Linked DNA regions of Gossypium hirsutum: region 2 is linked to region 1. A link is a contact called in public Hi-C data. All regions are on one chromosome and are shown on one strand. Each heading gives the region's core, a stretch centred on a gene start, on an enhancer-like site or on the middle of the called end of the contact. The rest is flanking DNA. Distances are from core to core; before and after follow the strand shown. Region 1 holds the start of LOC107954562 (zinc finger protein ZAT9). Region 2 holds the start of LOC107954560.

Region 1 (5,603 bases), core at 2,006-4,505:
TTTAAACCAATAACAAAGTGTATATGAATAGTTTTAAAAATATTTTCAAACACATGCTTTAGTTTATAATATAATTTTTAGATTTTATTCAATATACTTCAAATAATGAAGGTTGCTAAAAAATGAATAGGGAATCAGATTGTGTATATAAGTTAGAACTTGTTTTTCCTATGCTACACTAAAAACCCAGAATCATGTTATAGGTGGAAGGAAGTCAACGATTCTTTGTAGAGAAATTAATGCAATGGAAAAGTTAATATAGCTTCAAGTGGACTCTTCCTACCGAAACTGCCCTTCCATTACATCTTTGACTTTGGAATTTGCCTACTTCATCAACTACGTACAACTAGCAAGCAAATGCAATTAGAAAATTATTTGTGTGGTTTTGCTTACAATGTGGGTTGATTAGTCTTCAGAATTATAGATTATTAATTTACATTAAACTCATGGAAGATAACACACAGTAAATCAATTACATCTTGGAGATATATAATGTAACAATGTCTACCATAGTAATTAATTAAATCCCAGCCTCTGGCCATTGTTTTCATGATTGTAAATCACTAAATTAATAAGTCATCCCCCATAGTATCAAAGTCATAAATAACATATCGTTATATGTATTACAGAAGGACTAAAAAGATTGTCATAAATAAATAAAAACACTACGTATTTTATTAGACCAAGAAGAGAGTAATGATTTAGATGAAATTTCCATGTAATGGTGATCCTATTTGGGGCAAAAAAAAAAAAAAGAGGAACGCGGTTGGAGTTGGCCTGTGGCCCCTGGTTTGAGACTTAACCGACGACAAATGCGCGATGAGTGATAATTAGTGAACCTAGCTATTTGTTAAAAGGTGTTTACGCCTGCGAGGCTGACTACAATATTTCCCACCGACAAGTAAAATATAACTCACCGGTTACAGCATAATATCATTATTTGTTTTTTATAATAATAATAATAATCAGCATTTCAAGTGGTCATAGAAAATACCTTTTACTTTCTTTAAAATCAAAGAGAGGTTTCAGTGCTCCAACTCATAATTTCACGTGACAAACTCTACTAGCACCGGAATGCCTTAAAACAAACACTCCGTTGTGCTTGTTTTCTTCCCTCTCTCTGCAAAACTTTCCAGTTGAGACGAAACTTCCCCAACAGCAGGAAATAGCGTCCAAAGTGCAGCCATTTCTTTTTATGATTCCCTGAATATTATATGTCAGTGCGGAGGTTATTAAGCGCGTAGTGCAATGTGCTAGACCGAACCTTATTTACACCTGAATCAAACATTGACACACGGAAGCTTTGATAGACAATTTTAAGGGGCGTCCTCAATCAATTATGCCTTCATCAATTGGCTACTTTAACCTGGGCATGCAAGCTTTTGGATCTCACATCCATATCTTCCTTAACAAGCGGAAACCCAATAACATACGCAATCCCTTTACGATTTGTCTGAGCAACCATGGAAGTTGCTCCATATTTATCTGTAAAACTCAACACTTGAACTGCCTAGCTACAAATAGTATGACCCACCAGATTACACTAGTATCTTGTTATTGTCAATCTAAAACTAGCCAAGAAGACATCCCACATACCACTGTCGCTTACATTATAAATCTTCATACTAAATATATGGTTCCATTCAACATAAAGCAACAATGGTTAAAGCTCCTTTATCAACACCTCAATTATCAAGATTTAAACTATACTATTGTTAATATGTACCAAAAAATTAATAAATATATGATCATCTTTACTCATTTGCAAATATATTTATTTATTGCTTGAAATGGAATCAGTGAAAGAAGTTGAATCAGCTCTACCGTACTTCAACCTATACTTCTTCTACCAAACTAGCTATACTTTCTTTTTTATTATTATTTTTCGCATTTGCAGTTGCTTTGTGAGATTATAAGTTTTTAACCCTAAATTACCAAGGTTGAATATCAATTTTGGAGTCCACCTATAATAATATATATTTGGACCTTGTTTCATACCACTCCTGACTGTTGATTGGAATTATTAAAATGCCAATGATTATCAGATCAAGAATTGATCTTAGTCATATCACGAAATGGGAGATAGCAGTTGTGAGATGTTGGTGGGTCAGCAGATGGTCGATCGATGAATGTGATGTGTCATATTGATGCACTCAAGCCATGCAATGGAGCATGTACAAGGTTGAAGCTACTGCCGGTTAATACCAAAAAAAAAAAACGGAGGGGGGAGTCGGCCCTGTCGTACGATCATTTCACCCCATCTTCCTGTTAGGCCAAAAACCCATACGATGAAGAGATGTAGGGGTGGCCGATCAAAAGAGTAGTTTAATGCTCACTGCACTCGCCTGTAATGTCTGTCATTTCCAGCGACATGTTCTACTGGTCTCGGTCACGCCAGCTCCAGTCCCTATATCCACTTTGAATTGGTCTTAACCAGAGTGGAGAGACACGGTGTTAATGTGCCCCACAAAGATTTGAAACCAGATGCTTTTGGGCTAATGTTACAGCTTCATTTCAAATATCTAATACAAAGTGAAATTGAACATTATTAAATAGTTACATTGGGGTTATACTTATATTTCTGGTGAGCCCCACAAAAGACATGGATAAATGGGTGTAATTTACAATTAATGTGTAATTGATGTATGGACTAAGACCGGGTCTACCGAACCCTAACAAAACGGCATTTACTCTTCCTCCAATTTCCATAGAAAACTCCTTCCTCGATGGGATGGGAGGTTAGTTTCCCCCCACCCTCCATTTCTAATTTCCATCCAGTTTCAACCAAAATTTTAATTAAAAGAAGATCCATAATTAAAGGAAAACAAAGTTGACATTATACTGAATATTCCTATTTTGGTAAAAACCCAAAATCGGTTCTGCCGCCAAGCAACAGTGTCACTTAACCGATGCTCCCATTTTAATTGCTGTAAAAACTAAATTAAGTTGGTGCTGACCCGTGGACAAAGGTGTTAGAAGCTTTTAATTCCGTCACGGCTTACTTATGCTCATTTTTGTTTGGTAGAGGAGACACCTTGTGGTTTTTCATACTATGCTTCGTGGTTACAACAAACCAAACCACTGGTCCTTTTAATTTTGCAAAATTAGAGCATTTTCTGCGATGACAAAAATCCAATTGTTTTGGCGAGTGGTAAGAAAGGGCAATTTAGGAAGTTTAGATTAGGGAATAATTACGGAAACGGGCAAGTCTCGCATGTTACATGTCGCTCTTTCTTCCTTCATGCATACGCTTTTATTAAATCTTTATTTATTCATACTTTGCCGTTTTAAGAGACCCAAAAACTAATAACCCATTTTGTTATTTTTATTCTTAGTAAATATTTTTGAAATTTTTGTTGCATCTTTGTATGCATCTCTTGGTGGAGGAATGCTTGTCACCTACTCTTTTTTTAGTTTTTCAGTCCCTTTAAAACTTTCTCTCACAAGGGAAAGACGCAGCCCAGAGACATACACAAACCTTTAGAACTGTGTTTCCTCTGTTTATCCCATTCCTCCTTTTTTCTGGGCAATGGAGAAACATAAGTGTAAGTTGTGTTTCAAAAGCTTTGCAAATGGAAGAGCTTTGGGTGGTCATATGAGGTCTCATATGTTGAATCTTCCAATTCCTCCCAAACTTGCAGAACAACAACGATTGGGATTACCACGACCAGCGAATCAACTCAGCGAAGAGTCAGAGTCAGAGTCGGCTTCGGCATCTTATTCGTCGTCTTCATCGGAAGAAGAAGAAGGGGAGGAAAAAGGGCAGTTTTATGGGCTTCGAGAGAATCCAAAGAGAAGTGTTCGGTTGGTAGATCCTGAGTTTATTGATGCTGGCTCGGCTGTTCTTCAAGACAGGGAAAGTGAGACGGAGTCCTCTAAGAACCCAACTCGGAGACGATCTAAACAGACTCGGAGAATACTAGAAAACCATCAGCAACAAAGACAGGAACAACAAGAAGAAAGAAAGAAGCTTAAAGTTAACAACAGCAGCAGCAACAACAACAACAACAACCAAGTGAGCAAGACCGAGCCTTGGGCTGAGCCTGAACCGGTGAGTTCGATCTCCGACGCAACAACTGAAGAAGATGTCGCTTTCTGTCTTATGATGCTTTCAAGGGACCAATGGAAAAGCAAAGTACTCCATCTGGATGATGAAGAAGGCACAGAAATAGAAAAGTCCACGGAACAAAGTTACGAATTACAAGAGTACTTCAAATTAAGCAAGGTGAATAGAGCGACCCGAGGTAAGTACAAGTGTGAAACGTGTAACAAGGTTTTTAAATCGTACCAAGCACTGGGTGGGCACAGAGCGAGTCACAAAAAGATGAAAGCTTACTCACCACCGGCAACTCATGATTCAGAGTTGGAACCGGAAAATGTGGGTACTAGACCTAGTTCAATGACCGACAAGAAAATCCACGAATGCCCTGTTTGTTTTAGAGTCTTCTCGTCTGGACAAGCTCTTGGTGGACATAAAAGATCTCATGTGGTAGCGACAACTGAAACCCCTGTTAAAAGTTCCAAAAAGTTGGGAGATAGTTTCATAGATCTTAATCTCCCTGCTCCAATGGATGACGATGATGCTAGCCAAATTGAACTTTCCGCCGTCTCCGATGCTGAATTTGTCAACCATATCAAGTGAGGAACGGTGAACCATTTTTTGTTCGTGGCTTACAACAATGTTCGATCCAAATTCAAAAGGTAAAACCAACCAACTTTGGTTGCTTCCAGCTATTTTTGGCATCTAAGATTTTTCCTCTATAGTAAAACATAGGCTTGTAAGGCCTTTTTCTTGTTATTCATAGGCTGTTTCTACTCTATTCTAACTGTAATTCTTTTCTCTGAATTGTCTTTTACAGTTCTGTTCTGTTTGTAAAAAACCTGATCATTAATTTCACTGTTGGATTAGATCTTCTGGGTTTCCTTGACATTTTAATCCAGAGTAGCACTAACAAGCATTGTTGTTAATGGGTTGTCAATCAAAGCTTCCTACTTTTCTAAACCCAGTTTTGTTTTCTTTTTTTCCTCAATGCAAGAAAAGTCCTCAAAAGAAGGTTCTCAAAACACCAAGAAAATTTTCTTTTCACTTAAATAAAAAAAAAGGGTGGCTTCCATTTGGCGCTACTGAAAATTGTTACAAGTTCATCGAGTATTCTCTGCTTTCTGTTTTATGTTGCCTTACGTTTTTTTTTTCACAGCACATTCCATTCTGATGCCTTGTATTTTTTTCCCTCTGTTTGCTGTCTGAAACTGTTTCATGCTTTACCTACAAATCTGCTAAACCAGTACATTTGGTACAGAGATAATATTCAATTACTGTAATAGCCTTGAAGCTGAACTCGATTTACTATAAATACATTCCCATATTACAGAAAAAGAAGAAAGTAAAATAAATAAAAAAAGAAAAGAAAAATGGAAAGGAAAAGCAAAATCCCCTGTTTTTATTTTACTGAGAGAATAACGTGTCTGGGTTACCTTGGCTAAAGCAAAGTGTCCTACTTGACTCATGATCAGTGTAAAAAAGATATAGGAACTTCAGTCACAATGATTAATTTTAAAATAATATTTTTAACAATCCTTTTTTGAGATAGCTAGTATGGGTA
Region 2 (5,603 bases), core at 1,922-4,421, 160 kb before region 1:
CTTTTAGTCCTGATGCGACATAATATAAGGAAGTTTTCTCAGCCATACAAATGCTGAAAATAATTCAATGAACCTAATTGAGAGAAAGTACTTGAATACCTGCTGCTTGTCTTTCAATCTTATAAGCTGACTGAATTACACTTCGGATCTGCTTGCCCGCTTGCCTGAAACAAAATTGAATATGTCCAATGGCAATAATTAGCCTCAAGAGGCAGAAGTTAACATTACACTGCACTTCATTTGAAATTACAAACCTGAGTTTTGTCTGGCCACGGATCAGCTCGTCTTCGGCTACTGATGCACTTCGCTGGAAGCATAAATTTATGAAATATATTTCATATATGCTTGATTAAAGGACTTAAGTTGATCTAGGGAAATGATCCACTATAATTTGTGCAATACACATTTCCTAATGATATTCTAATGTACATTAAAGTTTTACCAAATAGGAACTAGAAGTCAATGTAATTCCAGGATGTATATTAAGAACAAGAAACTTTTGAAGTGGATATATACATCACCGCATGAACAGTTTGTTGGATAAAAGCTGTTTGAAAAGTCATTTCAGCAATTTAGATACTTTTCAGTTCCTGGGGATTACCGATTCCCATTGAACACACAACCCAAAGCACTAATTAAAACAGCTCAAGTATACCTTAGGAAACAGTGAATTCTCTATTCTCATCAACATTTCATTCTTACCTTTAGATTATTATTAAAAAAAGAAAGAAAAGCTATAACTTATGTGTTTAACACAGAAGAATTCTAGAATCAGCCGAAACCAAGAGTATAAGTTCTGTACCACTGATGAACTTTCATGCATAAACTATGTACTTTTTAGGATAAGTGTATTTAACAATCCAATAAGCAGAAAAAATCCTGCTATTGAAAAACCAGCACAAACCAGAGGAAGATAATATTTGCTTCTTGGTTCAAAATCCTAATTTTCTGAAACAGCCAGTTTGTAGAGATATCAGGGAAAATAAAATAGAAAACCTAAATTTTACATCACCAAGAATAGCCTATAAAACAACACTAGAAGACGGAGTAGATATGCTGAACTATACACCAGTGGCTAGATACTGTACATAGAACAGATGTCCAAAATAATAAAAACATGAAACAACAGAGGCACATGATAATAGAATGCTTGCCAATAATTTTCATCAGTTAAATCTAATGGGGAAAATGTTACCTCTAACTTCTCACTTTCAGCCTTGAGACGGTCAATTGATTGTCTCAGTTCCTTTACTCTAATATCAGCTTTGGAAATCAAGGACTGCAACAACAAATAGTAGGACATAAATGATAGTGGCTTTAAACTGATAAGATGTTTAATGACTGTTGCCAACTATAATGAGCTTTCTTTTTTTGGTTCAAAATAATCTAATAAATTCAGAAAGATGCTTCCTGAACTGAGTGATTGTGTCGTAAACAGTAAAAACTGATTAAAACATCACTGCATGGACCATGATGTGCAAAAAGAAATAGAAGATCCAAAAAACAGTTTGGGAGGCATTCATTCAAGCAATATGGAAGAAGAAGCTAGAAAAAGCTCCTCCAACATTACTACAACAAGCTGTTTCAACTTTCCCTTGACATATCAAAATTCTACTACCTTCTATGCTGCAAACTTAAATAATCCTTAGAGTTGATACAAATTTGGGATAGCCATTTGTTTCCATACTTTTACCATGAAAAATGAGTATGATTGCAAGTAGGTTAACAGATTTGAACTTTCAGGAAGAAAATGGAATTCAAGATTCTGTTGCAGGTAGGTATGGATTTCACTCTTTGAGAAATTGTAGTTTATACAGACCTAACATTCCAATGTCCTGGGAGGGTAACTTTTTGCATGTAGTTAGAAATCTCATTCATGTCCTTTTCTAAAATCCAAAATGAGAATAAGTAGTGTGTCTTCCAGAATCCAAATTGAGTATATGTATTTATTAGCTAAATAAACCCACCAACAAAAAGGACAGAAAGGGGACTCAATAAATCATAACGTATAAGGCGAACGATATTTAACTGACCTCTTCGCTCTGAAAAAGACGCAAAGTCTTGTAATACAGTAAATGTCTTGGCCCTGGACATTGCAACAACTACAAGTAAGAAGATGCAGAGAATTGCTTAATATGTCATTTAAGGAATTAAGCAAACTTGGCACTTGCAAGGCTGGGAATCGTAAACCTGCAAGTTCTCTAAGGAACAACTTTATCAAGACCCCTTAACAATTCTAAAACACTTAAACTAATCATTAAAATTGGTCATGACAAACAACACCAGACCATAGAAAGAGCTAGTCTCAATGAATAGCGAGTTATGCATATACATTTGCTCGTACAATTACATGGTAGCATCATTTTCATCATATACAAAAAGGATAGAGACGGTTTTAATTGATGCCCATTGTTGCATATACAACCTAGGAACCATACTTTTAAGTACCAGGAATCCCAAGCCAACAGCAGCACCGCCGGTGATCAATGGATTCGAAGCTGCAATATTAATCCCCTCTGCAACAAAAATGTGAAACCTCAAAACCGAAAATTAATTCTTCAAGTTACAAGCAGAACGTGCATGGATTGAATGGGTTGACGGAACAGACCTTTAACTTTGCCGAATGCCAAATCCTCGTAAACATCAAGTTGTGATTTGACATCTTTAAGTGACTCCTAGCAATTTAAAAGTATATAATAAAATAAAATAAATTTCCCCTTCTCCTAATTCTCGGCTAAAAAGAGAGAGAGAGAAGCGTACAATGGTTAGATTAAAATGAGCTGAGGAGGTGGAGCGAATTTCTGAAAGTCGAGATCTAGAAGCTTTGATAGCGTCGTTAACGTTCTGTTCGATGATCTTCTGGTATAGAAGAGCTTGCTCCACAGCGGAATCGATCCATGGAGTGACTTGTTCGGGAGCATTCGATTCGCTTTTAGAAGGGAAATCGCTGGGCGGCGATGGTGGTGGATTAGGGTTTGGACTATCTTCTGGTGAATCAGAGACCGTTCCCATGGGTGGTAATTGTTTTGCTATCTCAGAAACTTTCTCCTGCCCAAATTAGTTTTGAGGGGCCAACCATACTAATCCCCGAATGTTCCATTTTACACTTGAAGGATCCGCTAGATAATCGGGTCAGTTTTACATAATGCCCCTTTACTTTTTTTAGTTAACACTTTAAATTGAAATATTCTTTTTAAATTTAAAATTTAGTTCCAATACTTTAATTTTGAGAAATTTACTCCTTTTGTTTTTTTAATTTAAGAATCTTGGTCCCTTCAATCTAATTTTACTATTAACTTAATGATGTCAAAGGTAAAATAACCTTTTTAGTCCTCAATATTTATATGTTTTGTCAAATTGGTCCTTTCCCTTTAAAAGAAAATATTATTATAAAAAATTATATTTAATTTTTTTCATATCTTAAACAAAAAATTTAAAATTTAAAAATTATATTAAAAAAATTATGGAAAAAATCTTTCAAACTAAAAAGTAAAAAAATAAAAATGAATTTTTAAAAAATATTTTAAAATTATAAAAAAACCCAAAATTCAATGATATTTAAACTAGACTACACCGGTTGGACTAAGAATCAGCTTACTTGTGAGAGGTAAAAAATGGTTAACTTGCAAACCGATATGGACTGGTTGAGCCAAGCCAAAAAGCCAATTGAATCGGTAGTTGATTTGGTTTTTATAATTTTTTTTTATTTTTAATAATTTATTTACTTTGAGCTGGTTGACTAATCGTTCTTGGAACCAACTGGTCAAACTAGTTTGAAATTGATTCAACTATCGATTCAACCGAGTTTTTAGCTTGGTTCAATTAGTCCATATTTGTACGCAAGTTAACCAGTTTTTTACCTCTCACCAAATCGATACCCCAAGTGCTTCTCGGTCCAACTGGTTCGACTAACTGGTTTGGTCCGTTTAGATAACATTGAATTTTAAATTTATTTTATATTTTTAATTTTTAAAATTTTAAATTTTAAAGAGTATTTTTCATAAATTTTTAATTTTTAAAAAAATATATTTTTAAAAATATGTTTTTATTGGTATTTTACTTAAATAATATTTAAAATAATTTAATTACCGAAATAGGTCACCCAAAATATTATTTACCAAAATGGAATGTTTTGAACAATAACACTGCGTGATGCTTGACAAACTCGCTGCACCACCTAACTTTTTCCCAAAATCATTAGGACATCATTAGGTCATCATCAATTTTTTTTTTAAAAGGAATTTCTTTGGTGCCGCCACTATATATAGTTGGCACTAGTTTGTACAAGGAATATCGGGTAATATATGGGTTACACGAGTTTAAAATTACACGAGTTTAAAAAGAATGTTATTTTTAAAGAGTGGAGGGGAGCTGTTAGGCGGCATCAGATTGAGTAAAAAAAATTGACTGGAAGTAAAAATAGGCTAAAAGTAGGCTTGGAAACAATAAAAAGTAAGGGTCAAAAAGGAGGAAAATAAGAGGACTCGTGACTGTAAAAAAATAAGTTTTTAATTGGTGGAGGGGCGTTGTCAGGCCACACCCACTTTTTACAGACAAAGCTAACCCATGAATGCATGTAAAGAAGAAAGCTGTAAAAAACAAGCTTGATTTATTACATGCATTCAATTTTCTTTAATTGTTCAACCCACTATAAAGGGTTGGTCCCCGCCATCCAAGCACCACCGGTTGTCTTTTATTATTATTATTATTATTATTATTATTATTATTATTAACAGCAATCAGTGGTGCATGGGAAGGGGAGACCAACCCTTTATAGTGGATTAAACAATTAAAAATTTTTTAATGCATGTAACAAATTAGGCATTTTTTTACTTCATTTTTTTTTACAGATTTCTTCTTTACATGCATTCATGAGTTAGGTTGTCTACAAAAAGTGGGTGCCGCCTGACAGTGCCCCTCCACAATTAAAAATTTATTTTTTTACAGTCATGGGTCTCTTTATTTCCTCCTTTTTCAGTCTTATTTTTTACTGTTTCCAAGCCTACTTTTAGCCTATTTTACTTTCAATCAATTTTTTTCTTACTCAGTCTGGTGCCGCCTGACAACTCCTCTTCACTCTTTAAAAATAACATTTTTTCATGCTCATGTAACTCATATATTACCCCCACTCTTTAAAAAAACCTGATGATGGTCTAATGATTGCCTAATAATTTTGGGGAAAAGTTGGGTGATGCCACTAGTTTGTCAGGCACCACTCGGTGTTACTATTCAAAACACTCCATTTTGGTAAATCGTTTTTTGAGTGACTCATTTCAGTAATTAATTTATTTTTTAATATTATTTAGGTAAAAAAAGCTATTTTATTTAAAATATGAAAAAAATAATTTTTTTAATTTTTTATGTAGTTTTAAAGTGTAATGAATAAATTGAAAAAAATGTAAATGTTGAAGGCTAAAGAAGTTATTTTACCTTTGACATTTAACTTTAATGGAAAAATTAGTCTAAGTGACCAAGATTTTTAAATAAAAAAATTGGGATGCAATGTCTCAAAATTAAAATATAGGGACTAAATTTTAAATTTTAAAAGAGTATAAGGATCTTTGGCATATTTAAACCAATTGATAAATTAAGTATAGCAAAAT

Evidence for each region. A called contact is a pair of places that touch in the nucleus more often than the background predicts.
Region 2: a contact with region 1 is called in a Hi-C map of leaf, with 2.2 times the contacts expected there. The contact joins the promoter of LOC107954560 here to the promoter of LOC107954562 in region 1. A contact is called at or near these places in 9 of 34 Hi-C or Micro-C datasets (callus, leaf and petal).

Annotation. Positions count from the first base shown.
Region 1 is chrD07:26,370,386-26,375,988 of Gossypium_hirsutum_v2.1, reverse strand. It overlaps LOC107954562 (zinc finger protein ZAT9), which reads left to right and starts at 3,255. Exons shown (of 1, transcript XM_016890160.2): 1 at 3,255-4,913. The coding sequence starts at 3,530. The coding sequence ends at 4,642.
Region 2 is chrD07:26,532,776-26,538,378 of Gossypium_hirsutum_v2.1, reverse strand. LOC107954560 reads right to left here and starts at 3,171. Exons shown (of 9, transcript XM_016890158.2): 1 at 2,761-3,171; 2 at 2,609-2,675; 3 at 2,439-2,516; 4 at 2,034-2,086; 5 at 1,196-1,279; 6 at 255-307; 7 at 100-164; 8 at 1-9. The coding sequence starts at 3,012.